Regions from separate parts of the Mus musculus genome. Here all the other regions are linked to region 1. Evidence: chromatin contacts called from public Hi-C and promoter capture Hi-C data. All regions are on one chromosome and are shown on one strand. The core of a region is the stretch at or near the end of the contact, and the rest is flanking DNA. Distances in the headings are between cores, read along the strand shown.

Region 1 (3,634 bases), core at 847-3,346:
GCAGAGACTTTCAGCCGTGAAGGGACAGATGTAAGGCACTGACCCACTATCACTCACAGCAGCCTGGAGGAGTTTCATAATCTTTTAAAAATATTTATTTTTAATTATTTTATGTGCATGAGTATTTCACCTGCACGTGTATATATGTACTCTTCGTGTGTCTGCTCGCCATGAAAGCGAGAAGAGGTTATCGGGTTCCCCTGACTGGAGCTATCGGTGGTTGTAAGCTGCCCTGAGGGCGATAGGAACCACACTCAGGCCCTCTTGGAAAACAGCCAGTTAGATTAACCACTGGGTCATCTCTCCAATGCCAAACATTTATTTTATTCCTGAGTGTGTGTGTGTGTGTGTGTGTGTGTGTGTGATATGTATTATAAATATATAAATAGATGGGAGGGGACACCTGGGTTCAGTTCCCAGCATCAACATTAACCTTGTCTGTAACTCCAGTTCCAGTGATCCCACCCCCCACTTCTGGTCTCTAAGGGCATCATGCATACATGCATGTAGTTGCACAGATAAACATGAGGGCAAAATACCCATACATGCAAAATAATAGTAAAATTTAAAAGATCCTATCTTTTATGTATAGATAACTCAGTGAAACCTTGTTTACAATTAGAATTAAATAATTTTTAGACTTAATTGCTTTTTACCAAAGAAAAAATCTTGGTTTTCTATATTGCTTCCTGCTAATATGCTATACACCTTCAAGCTTCTTCAAAGATATTTCCTGTCACCCTCTCCTTTTCTCCCTTTCTCTCTCTCCCTCTCCCCCTCCCCACCCTTCTCTCTGAGGGGGAGTAAGTATTTCCAGACAGGATTCTCTGGCTGTCCTGGAACTAGCTCTGTAAACCAGGCTAATCCACCTGCCTCAACCTGTCATGTGCTGGGATTAAAAGGCATGTTACCACCTGACTTTTCTCTTCTTCTTCTTCTTCTTCTTCTTCTTCTTCTTCTTCTTCTTCTTCTTCTTCTTCTTCTTCTATTTCTTCTTCTTCTTCTCCTCCTCCTCCTCCTCCTCCTCCTCCTCCTTCTCCTCCTTCTCCTCCTCCCCTTCCCCCCTTCTTCTTTTTGGTTTTGGTTTTATTCAAGACTGGGTTTTTCTGTGTATCCTTGGCTGTCATGGTATTCGTTTTGTAGATAACAGGTGCTGTTAACATTGATAAGATAATGAAATTCTTCCTCACCTATCCAGTTATGAGCCTCCACACAAATAGCATACAGGATAAGACCAAGTTACTGTTACTAAAAACAAAACAAAAATTCTTGTTCCTTTTCAGGGAGAAAACTTGTAAGGATTTGACCTTTGCATTTGTGTAACATTTTTCCGAACTAAAACGTGTACCTCTATGTCAAGTACAAAACCAGCGTCCATATTGGCATTGTGGGTAGGGCAAAGTGGAATCCAGAAAATACACACAGGAAACCACTGGCAACTTCTCCAGACCCTCTATTATACCCGCAGGCATTAGGCCCTGCTGGAAACAACTTTGCTCAGGATCAGAATATAAATTGCCTCTTCATCGAGATCTGACGACCTGTTGGACCTAGGTCCGCAGCCTCAATTTCCTTATCATTAAGCACCATCTCATTCAAGTTTCTAGTTTTTAACGACTAAGGCACGCAAAGCGATTCTCAGTGTCCACAATAACTATTAGCTGTTAGGATGAAGACTCCTGGTGGTTCAGTTCACTAATGGAAGACAGCCTGCGCCTCCCTGCACTCTGGGCATGCGCAACAGCCATTATTTGCCATGCCCTTTTCTGATTAAACCTCTTGGGGAAGGAAAAAAAGGATGTATAGCCTCTTCCGTCCCATGGGAAGAGTTTAGGCGCACTATGAAGTCAGCGACATGTCAAGTTTAAGAGGATGCCTTTGCAGACCCCCGAGATTGGATCTATCACACCGACGTAATCCCTCCCCGCTCTGCGCAAGCAGCGGAGCGCAACCACGGCAGGCGGCGAGGGGAGGAGCTGAGTGACTTGCCGGCTTCTCATTGGTCCAGAATCACGGATCGACAAGCTTCTTCCCCTTCCGGTCCTCGGGTGGTCCAGGCCCGAGAAGAAGCCCGCGATCATTGGCTGGGGCCGGCTGTCAGTCCTTCCGCGTGGAGCGGCGGGCGCGGTGCGGCGCTGCGCGGCCTGGAGAGCGGTCGCGAAGCCTGCTGCAGAGAGAAGATGGCGGTCGCCGTGAGAGCTTTGCAGGAGCAGCTAGAGAAGGCCAAAGAGAGCCTCAAGAATGTGGACGAGAATATCCGCAAGCTCACCGGGCGGGACCCGAATGATGTGAGGTACGGATCGGACGGAACCCCAGAGGTTGGCGAGGTCCGGGGCCTCGGGGCCGGGCGCACCCGGGACAGAGGGCAACCGGCCGCTTGTGGGCCGACTGGGGTCAAGGGGCCCGTTTCCCGGGCGGCGGGCGAGCCCTCTGCTCGGCTAGGCGGGGAGACGCCATGCCTGCGCCTAGGGCACTGGGTGCGAGTGCTTGCGAATGGAAGGAAGGCCCGCCCGGCTGCCCGGCGTGGTTTCCGCGCCCCCGGGAAGGCCGAGACCACGGCTTCCCGCCCTTGGCGCTGCAGGCCCGGAACTGCAGTACAAAGCCCCTTTCCACCCCTGCGGCTCCGAACCCTTGTCAAGTCGGAGACCCCCGGGGGAAGCAGTGGCTGCCTCTCCCTGCTGGCTTGGGTGTCCTTCCCTTGAGGTTGGCAGATAGGACCTGACCCAGACTTATTAATATGTAGCAGTCTCGAGATACATATATTTTCGTAACGGTGGTCTTGGGGAAGCAAGAAAGAGGATTTTAATGTTTGGTTTCGAAGAAGTGGATCTGAAACGGTCATTTTAGAATTATTTGTGTTCATTTCTACGTAGTGTGTACCTTAGTGTGTGGAAGTATATGAAGCCCTCTCATGTGTCTGCATAGGACTTTTACACTGATTATAATTCTTTTTTAGGCCCATCCAAGCCAGATTGCTGGCCCTTTCTGGTCCTGGTGGAGGTAGAGGACGAGGTAGCTTATTGCTAAGGTAAGGAGATGATAACTGCCTTGTTTCTAATAAATGTATTGCAAAAGTAGAGGTTGGAGAATATTAGAACAGTTTCATATGCACTACACTTGGGAGGCAGAGGCAGGCGGATTTCTGAATTCAAGGCCAGCCTGGTCTACAAAGTTACAAAGTGAGTTCCAGGACAGCCAGGGCTATACAGAGAAACCCTGACTGGGGGGTGGGGGTGGGGGGGGGACAGTTTCATATAAACTTAACTGTTTTTAAGTTCTGTTAAGGCTTTTGACATCTAAGAATGTAATTGGTGGTAGGGTGTTGTTCATGTAATTGTTTGCTTAAGTTTGCTTCACTTGTGTTTTTCTTCTTTATGAAATCAACTAAATTCTCTAGTCGACTAGAAATACCAGTTTCTGCTAATGTTTCTCGAGCTTTAGGTTGGATGTTTCTCATTGCAGGCGTGGATTCTCAGATAGTGGAGGAGGACCCCCAGCCAAACAAAGAGACCTGGAAGGGGCAGTCAGTAGGTATGGTTTCAAAAGATGTCTGGAGAGTCAGTACCCATCTTGTTTTCTGGGACACTACAGATATTTCTATGTCATTGGGATTGATTTGAACTGGGCTAGCCCA
Region 2 (3,634 bases), core at 782-3,281, 6.0 Mb after region 1:
CAACAGGAAACCTGGGATCTGAAAGCAGCAGCAGCTGATATGGACAGAGACACTTTCATCAGACCTAAGAGCCCTAAACAGAGAATGCTAAATGAATACCCTGACTTTACTCCTTCATGCCATTCAGACAAGGACAACTGGCCAAATCCAACAGGAACCTCGGAGCAAAGGAATTCACTGATACAGTATGTAAGGGTCAGTCTCCAGAGAACAGAGCAGGCTGGCATAGAATTGATCAGGAGGAGTACATGTATTCAGTATCCTAAGAGTAGCAGAATTACAGTCATGAAGTAGCAACGACGTTTTTTTATGGCTGGGTCATCACATGAGGAACTGTATTAAAGGGTGGATGCTTTAGAAAGGTTGGGAACTATTAGACTATGAACCACAGTCCACAGTATTTTGGTCTAACCACTTATTTCTTCGTTATACTTAGATCTGGGATATACAATTTACTTTAGGGCAAACTATGGCTTGATCGATTTTTAAAGTAGTTTGTGTGGCGTTCTTTTTGTTGCTGCTGCTGCTGCTTTGAGTTTCGTGTAACCTAGACTCACCTCAAGCTCAAGCAGCTGAATATTATCTCAAACTTCTGATTCTTCTTCTGCCACTACCCAAGTCGGATTATAGACTTGTATCATGATTCCTGGGTAATTTATGTTTTCATGTGATGAACACACTTTAGTCAAATCAAATAGAATACATAAGAATTCTTGAGCAGTGAATTAGGAGTTTGGGAAGGTAAAACAGTGAGAGAGTTGATGTGATTGTTAAAGACTGCCCTGACCATAGGAATGCAAGCATTTGGTTCACATACATACATACATACACAGGCAGACACATGCATAAAAATAAATACATCTTTAAAAAAACAATGCCCTCTCTTGACTGCCCTTTCAGATGGTATACGTTTAAAAGTTGCTGGGTTTTTGTTGTTGTTGTTTTGTTTGTTTGTTTTTCAAGACAGTGTTTCTCTGTGATCCTTGGCTGTCCTGGAACTCACTTTGTAGACCAGGCTGGCCTCGGACTCAGAAATCTGCCTGCCTCTGTCTCTGGAGTGCTGGGATTAAAGGTGTTCGCCACCACGCCTGGCAAGTTGCTGATTGTTAGAGAATACAAAACTGCCCAATTAAGAGGTAAAGGGAAAAGCGTGACTATTTCATGCCCAACGGGGAGGAGTTGGCTATTTGGGAGCAGAGAAGCAGTTGAAGAGGTTTATACACCGTTACAAATCATCTTAAGGGCTTGAGAGAGGGCTCCGCGGTTAAAAGCACTGACTGCTCTTCCAAAGGTCTTGAGTTCAAATCCAAGCAACCATATGGTGGCTCACAACCATCCCTAATGACACCTGACACTCTCTTCTGGTGCGTCTGAAGACAGCTACAGTGTACTTAGATATAATAATAAATCTTTTAAAAAATCATCTTAAAAAGAAACATTCTGGAGACCAGTTCTAGAGGGAAGAGTAAAAGCCCAGTTGTGAGTTCTCTGAAATTCCAAATGGAAGATCGGTGAGTGAGAAAACATTCGCTCGCTCAATTGTCTATAGTTTTACTGACGGAAGACGAGATTTTTTTTTAAAAAACGGATATTTAAGAGTGGGGACTAGGATATAAACAACTGAAGAGGGCTGCTAAGATCATCAACACCAAGCTGCCTCTCTTTGCCCTGAAAGTTTTATGCCCAAATCCTTCAGAGCCTTTAACTCTCAAGCCCAAATGGTTAGTTTCGACATGCAGAATACGATTTAATCAGCCCATACTGTTTTGAGGTTTAGAAGTTTTAGGCTGAATTTCTGGCCATTTCCTGACACATTTTTCATGTGTAAAGCCTTGGCGGTTAGGAAAAGAATTACGATATTTTAGAGGTTTTTTTTGGAGACTGACGCTGGGCAACAAGTGCTGCTTAGCACAACCGGCTTCGCTATGGTTTGGGAAGCTAAGTTTGCGACTGGAGGCCACCCGGGGCGGGGCCTCGGTTGCGCGCGTCACGTGACCGCTGCGCCTTCGGAGCCGCCGGCGCGTGCGCAGTGTGATCCCGAAGAGGCGGCGGCGGCGCTGGTGGTGGTGGCTGCGGTAGCTGCGTGGAGCGAGGCGGTGGCAGGCCCACCTTTGGCGATCTTGGCCCAGGCTTCGGCTCATGGCACCGAGCAGCATCCATAGTGAGGTAACTGGGGGCGGACGGCGTGAGGCGGGCGGCAGGGGAGGCGCCGGGACGGGAAGGGCCTGCGCCACCTCAGGCCGCACCGGGCCGCGGCCTCCCCCGCCTGTCCGGCTCGAGGCCTGGCGCGGGGCGCGCGTCTCCTTCCCAATCCCACCTGTTGGGAAGAGCAGGCCTGGGATCTGCACCTTGAGCGGCGCCTCGCTTCAGGGGTGCGGCGGGGCGGGAGCCTCAGCCTGGATTATCGAAGCTGCTAACTGCTGAGGCTGAGTCCCCTGCTTCTCTAGAGCCGAGGGCCAGAACGTTTCCCATTGCACAGCAGCGTAAGCAAGCGGGTTTTTTTTTTTTTGGGGGGGAGGGGGGGAGGGGAGGCGACGCGGACACTTGGAAACAGCCTAGTAGAGTCTTTTTTAAAAAACAATCTGCTTATATAGATTTTTTTTTTTAACCTTTCGTGCTCAGGAGTCTGCGCGGTCTTTAAGTTAGTAAATACTATTCGGCATTCCCAATGTTAAGGGATTAGTAGTAATGTAGTAAGATTAGTAATGATGCAGTAATACGGTGTAGCTTTATGCAGATTCAGATGCCCGGTGTTCACGAACTTAACACTAGAAAGCTAATCTAACGTTTTCAGAAATACTTTAAAATTTTCAGCTGGTAGAAATGGTAATGCTAGGACTGTACGGATTCATAGACAAGAATAGGAAGCTAAGGCCGGGACCCATGGCAGTTTTTTTTTTTATAGTTCGTTTGAGAAAAATAGCAACAGCTGTTAAATTCCTTACTCTTCTCGTGTTTATAATCTCATTCTAGAGTTAAAAACTGTTATTCCGTGTGTTATTCATGCGCACTGGAGCTGTGTCATGTGCATGAGAACAGGAGTACCGTGGTCCCTTGAGGCTTGGCAGCTAGTGTCTTTAACTGTTGAGCTGCCTCTCAGACCCCAGAATTTTTAAAAGACTCAATATTTAGTGCTATTTGTATCTTAAAGTTGAATTGAGGAACAAAAAATTTGAACATCGTTGTAAAAGTTAGAGTTTTATTTTCAGAGAGGAGCAAAATTGTCTGTTACGCGTTAAGAGCTCTGTGTAAGACATAATCTCTGACGATTATGGAGACATTGTAAATACATAAGCAAGGTTCAATTTCTGGGACCTAATTGTTTAAAATGAGGAAACAAGATGTCTGTGAACATCCTACTTAGTCTCTAAAAACCGGTTGCCAAAACCACTTGTTGTAATAACCCCTTTTACAGCCTAGGGATGCAGGTGACTCATCGGGGCTGAGACTCTGAGTGATTCCGGATTGGAAACCAGCTAGCTAGCTAAGGAATGACTTAATTGGTCTGTGGTAATGCTCAGTGATATATAGTGTGTTTTATATGTCTTTATGGGCATAGGCATGGGAAGCATTAGGGAAAGAAAGTATTAGAGTTCAGGTGCATCATATTTAATGAGTTTCATGTTTAAGTCAT
Region 3 (3,634 bases), core at 446-2,945, 5.9 Mb after region 1:
ACGACACTCAGTGGCAGAACACTTCCCAGCATGAACAAAGCCCCTCGGTTCAGTGTTCAGGACAGTGAAATAACACAGAACAGCAGCAGCAAACCACAAAACAGAAGATAAAAGAAAGTGAAGAAACCCACCAAAGCTTTAAACCAAAGCACAGGATACATGGTTATACAGCCTCATTTATATTAATACTTTTTCCAAAATAAAAAATTAAGAACATTTTAATTATGTTATAATAAAAACTAATAAATACAATTTCAACTTGCATCACCAGGAGTATTAATTATTGTTATAAAGCACTTTGATACATGTGACTCAATTATTTCAAGATTTCAAAAAATAATATAGCTGGGTATGGTGGCACAGGGCTTTAATCCCAACACTTGGGAGGCAGAGGCAGGCAGATCTCTAAGTTGGAGGCCAGCCTGGTCTACACAGGGAGTTCAGAACAACTAGGACTAGACAGGAAAACCCAGTCTCAAAATAATAAAATAAAATAAAATAAAAATTGAGAGATATCCATTTAATACAAAGAGGGACAGAAATACTTTTGCATTTGAAGAATATAAGCTTGGAACTTCAAATTATAACTCAGTCTTTTCTCACTGAAAAGTAATTGTATTATTTCTTTTAAAAGTCTGCCGAACAACAACAAATCTGTTTTCAAGCTTGGTTTGACAGTGCACACTGGTAATCTCAACAATCAGAAGACTGATAGGAGGGTCAAGACTTCAAGACCAGCTTGGGCTATACAGTAATTCAGCATTAATGTTTCAAATACAGACACACAAAAAAGTTGCTCTTTCATGCCCCAAAGGGGTGTGGCCGTATAGGAGATACTCTTAGTTGAACTGAGTCTATTTATAGTTTCTTTTACAAAAAAAAAAAAAACACTCATCAGCTATCAAATTCTCATTTTGCTTAAAATAATGTCTATCAACCTAAATCCTCTGTGCAGAATTCTCTTAGGACTGTAATGCTAAGAACTTGCACCACAACTGAAATTGTCTAGCGATCTCCGTCTCCAGGAGACTGAAAGACTGCAGAGACTCTGGAGTATCCTAGGGGAGATGGGAAAGGTGGAGGTGGGGCGAAAGGAAAAGTCCCACAGAGGAGTTAAAAGATAAAGGCTTTAAGCACTCCGTTTAATGCAAAGGGGAAAACACTGATTCTACCTATCTATAAGAAAACTTGGTGATGCGGACAATGAAAAGGGACAGAAGCCTTTAACACTCCATAGCCAGCGGGTGAAGAGAGGAAAAGGAGGCAAGGGAGAAGAGGGCGGGGCGAGGAAGGTCCCCAACGACAAGAAAGTCTTTTTTAAAAAAGTACTCTGTGTGCTTGGCCTCGGTTAGGTTCTCCTGTACTACTAAGCAGGCTGCAGGTAGAAAGAATCTTATTTTGGACAGCAGTGAGTAGAACGTTTACAATGGTAACCAGCACTGTGCAGAACATGTCGTCTCTCTCTGCCTGCTCTGGTCCAGTTCTTTGCCTCGCATTCTGGCTCCTGGGGCACTCGGGGAACACACCACCAAAGCCTGCACCACTGTATAATAGCAAAAGGAAAATACCTGAGTCCCAGGAATAACACCTGCAGCAACAGGAGGAGGAGCCACGGAAAACTGGAACCCGGGATGGGATCCTCTCTTGCTCCCGTCAAACCTCAACTCTTATGGGTGGGGTGGAAAACTTCCGCCCCGGACAAGGGAGCGTCATTTCCGTCTAAGGCCTTGACCCCGCCTCTTCATTCTGGCTACGTTCAGACTTCCTCTTCCAGGAATCTTCGGCCTATGCTTTAAGTCCTTACATGGACTACATAACCCAGCATCCACCGCGGCAGATTGGTTTCCGGGTCAAGAGGTCCGCTCTGGGTGCATCACCATGGAAGCGCTCGGTTTGGTCACGTGGTGGCCCTGGTTACGCCGGGTGGCGCCTGTGGGGTCCCAGGCTCAGCGGGGGCCATTTTGCCGGAGGCTGGCTCCGGGAGTGGAAGGCCCGAGCGGCCTGGCAGCTGACCGGAGCCGTTCCTTCTCTTCCTCTGCAGCTCGGGGCTTGGAGAGGAACTGGAAGGCTGGGCTTCATCCAGCCCTCCCAAGACGGCAATGGTTCCCTCCAGCTCTCGCTACCTGACGACCCTCCATGGCGGCCGCGCCTTCCGAGCTGCTCCCGCTGCCGCCTCCTGCGACCCCTGGTTCCTATCGCCTCCTGAGCCGCTGTCGTCCTTACGCCCCAGGGACTGATGGTCGTCGATCCGGGGGCACCATGAGAGGCGAGAAAAACTATTACTGCCGTGGGGCTGCCGGGGATCATGGCTCCTGCCCCGCGACGCCGTCGCCTCTGGCCTCGACCCTCCTGTTACCGGCGGAGGCTGTTTCAACTAGCTGGTCCGGGCCTGGAAGTGGGCTCTCGGGCGGAGATGAGGAGGAGACTCGGCTTCTTCAACTCCTGCGCACCGCACCGGATCCTTCCGAGGCGTTCCAGGCTTTGCAGGCTGCCTTGCCGCGGCGAGGCGGCCGGCTTGGCTTTCCCCGCCGCAAGGAAGCCTTATATCGGGCGCTGGGCCGAGTGCTTGTGGAAGGCGGCAGTGAGGAGAAGAGGCTCTGCTTGCAGCTTCTCTCGGACGTTCTTCGGGGTCAGGGCGAGGCGGGTCAGCTGGAAGAGGCCTTCAGTTTAGCGCTTTTGCCTCAGCTCGTTGTCTCGTTACGAGAAGATAACCCTGCCCTACGGAAAGATGCGCTGCAGATCCTGCATATTTGTCTTAGGCGTAGTTCTGGGCAGGTCCTGCGAACTCTCATCCAAGGCCTGGAAAGTCCAGATGCCCGGCTTAGAGCTTCCACTGCGCTGTTGCTCCCTATCTTGTTCACTCCTGAGGATTTGTTGCAGGGTTTGGATCTCACTGAAGTAATAATATCTCTGGCCCGAAAGCTTGGCGATCAGGAGATGGAAGAAGAATCCGAGACAGCCTTCTCTTCACTTCAACAAATTGGAGAACGACTTGGTCAAGAGAGGTTTCACTCCTACATCTCGCGTTTGCCTTCTGCACTGAGGAGGCACTACAATCGCCGCCTGGAGTCCCAGTATGGAAGTCAGGTTCCTTATTATTTGGAGCTAGAAGCCTCCGGGTTTTCTGAAGATGCTGCCCCGTGTGTAGTGAATCTTTCCAGTAGCAATCTTAAATTTGAGATTATTCCCCAGGAACTCCATGCAAGACTGTTGGATCAGGAAGATTATAAAAACAGGACTCAGGCTGTTGAAGAACTAAAGCAGTTGCTGGGAAAATTTAACCCAAGTTCGACCCCTCATGCTAGTCTCGTTGGTTTCATTAGCTTATTGTATAACTTGCTAGACGATTCCAATTTCAAAGTGGTCCATGGCACACTTCAAGTTCTCCATTTGCTGGTCATTCGCCTGGGAGAGCAGGTGCAACAGTTCTTGGGACCAGTTATAGCGGCTTCTGTGAAAGTGCTGGCAGACAACAAGTTGGTGATCAAGCAGGAGTACATGAAAATCTTCCTAAAGCTAATGAAAGAAGTGGGTCCTCAGCGGGTGCTTTCTTTGCTCCTGGAAAACCTTAAACATAAGCATTCCAGAGTACGGGAGGAAGTAGTGAACATTTGCATCTGTTCCCTCCTGACCT

What was found. Promoter capture Hi-C pulls out the DNA fragments that hold promoters and counts their contacts. A called contact is a pair of places that touch in the nucleus more often than the background predicts.
Region 2: a contact with region 1 is called in a Hi-C map of B cells, with 7 read pairs. The contact joins the promoter of Prpf39 here to the promoter of Pnn in region 1. A contact is called at or near these places in 4 of 39 promoter capture datasets (cranial neural crest, frontonasal cranial neural crest, pre-B cells and 1 more) and 1 of 484 Hi-C or Micro-C datasets (B cells).
Region 3: a contact with region 1 is called in a promoter capture Hi-C map of pre-B cells. The contact joins the promoter of Klhl28 here to the promoter of Pnn in region 1. A contact is called at or near these places in 8 of 39 promoter capture datasets (the C10 cell line, the HPC-7 cell line, cranial neural crest and 5 more) and 15 of 484 Hi-C or Micro-C datasets (B cells, CD4 T cells, the G1E-ER4 cell line and 8 more).

The regions. Positions count from the first base shown.
Region 1 is chr12:59,064,823-59,068,456 of GRCm38.p6, forward strand. Pnn (pinin) reads left to right here and starts at 2,097. Exons shown (of 9, transcript NM_008891.2): 1 at 2,097-2,293; 2 at 2,957-3,028; 3 at 3,463-3,531. The coding sequence starts at 2,181.
Region 2 is chr12:65,034,303-65,037,936 of GRCm38.p6, forward strand. It overlaps Prpf39 (pre-mRNA processing factor 39), which reads left to right and starts at 2,032. Exons shown (of 14, transcript NM_177806.3): 1 at 2,032-2,166.
Region 3 is chr12:64,963,841-64,967,474 of GRCm38.p6, forward strand. It overlaps Klhl28 (kelch-like 28), which reads right to left and starts at 1,696. Exons shown (of 5, transcript NM_025707.3): 1 at 1,569-1,696. Togaram1 (TOG array regulator of axonemal microtubules 1) reads left to right here and starts at 1,902. Exons shown (of 20, transcript NM_177805.3): 1 at 1,902-3,634. The coding sequence starts at 2,137.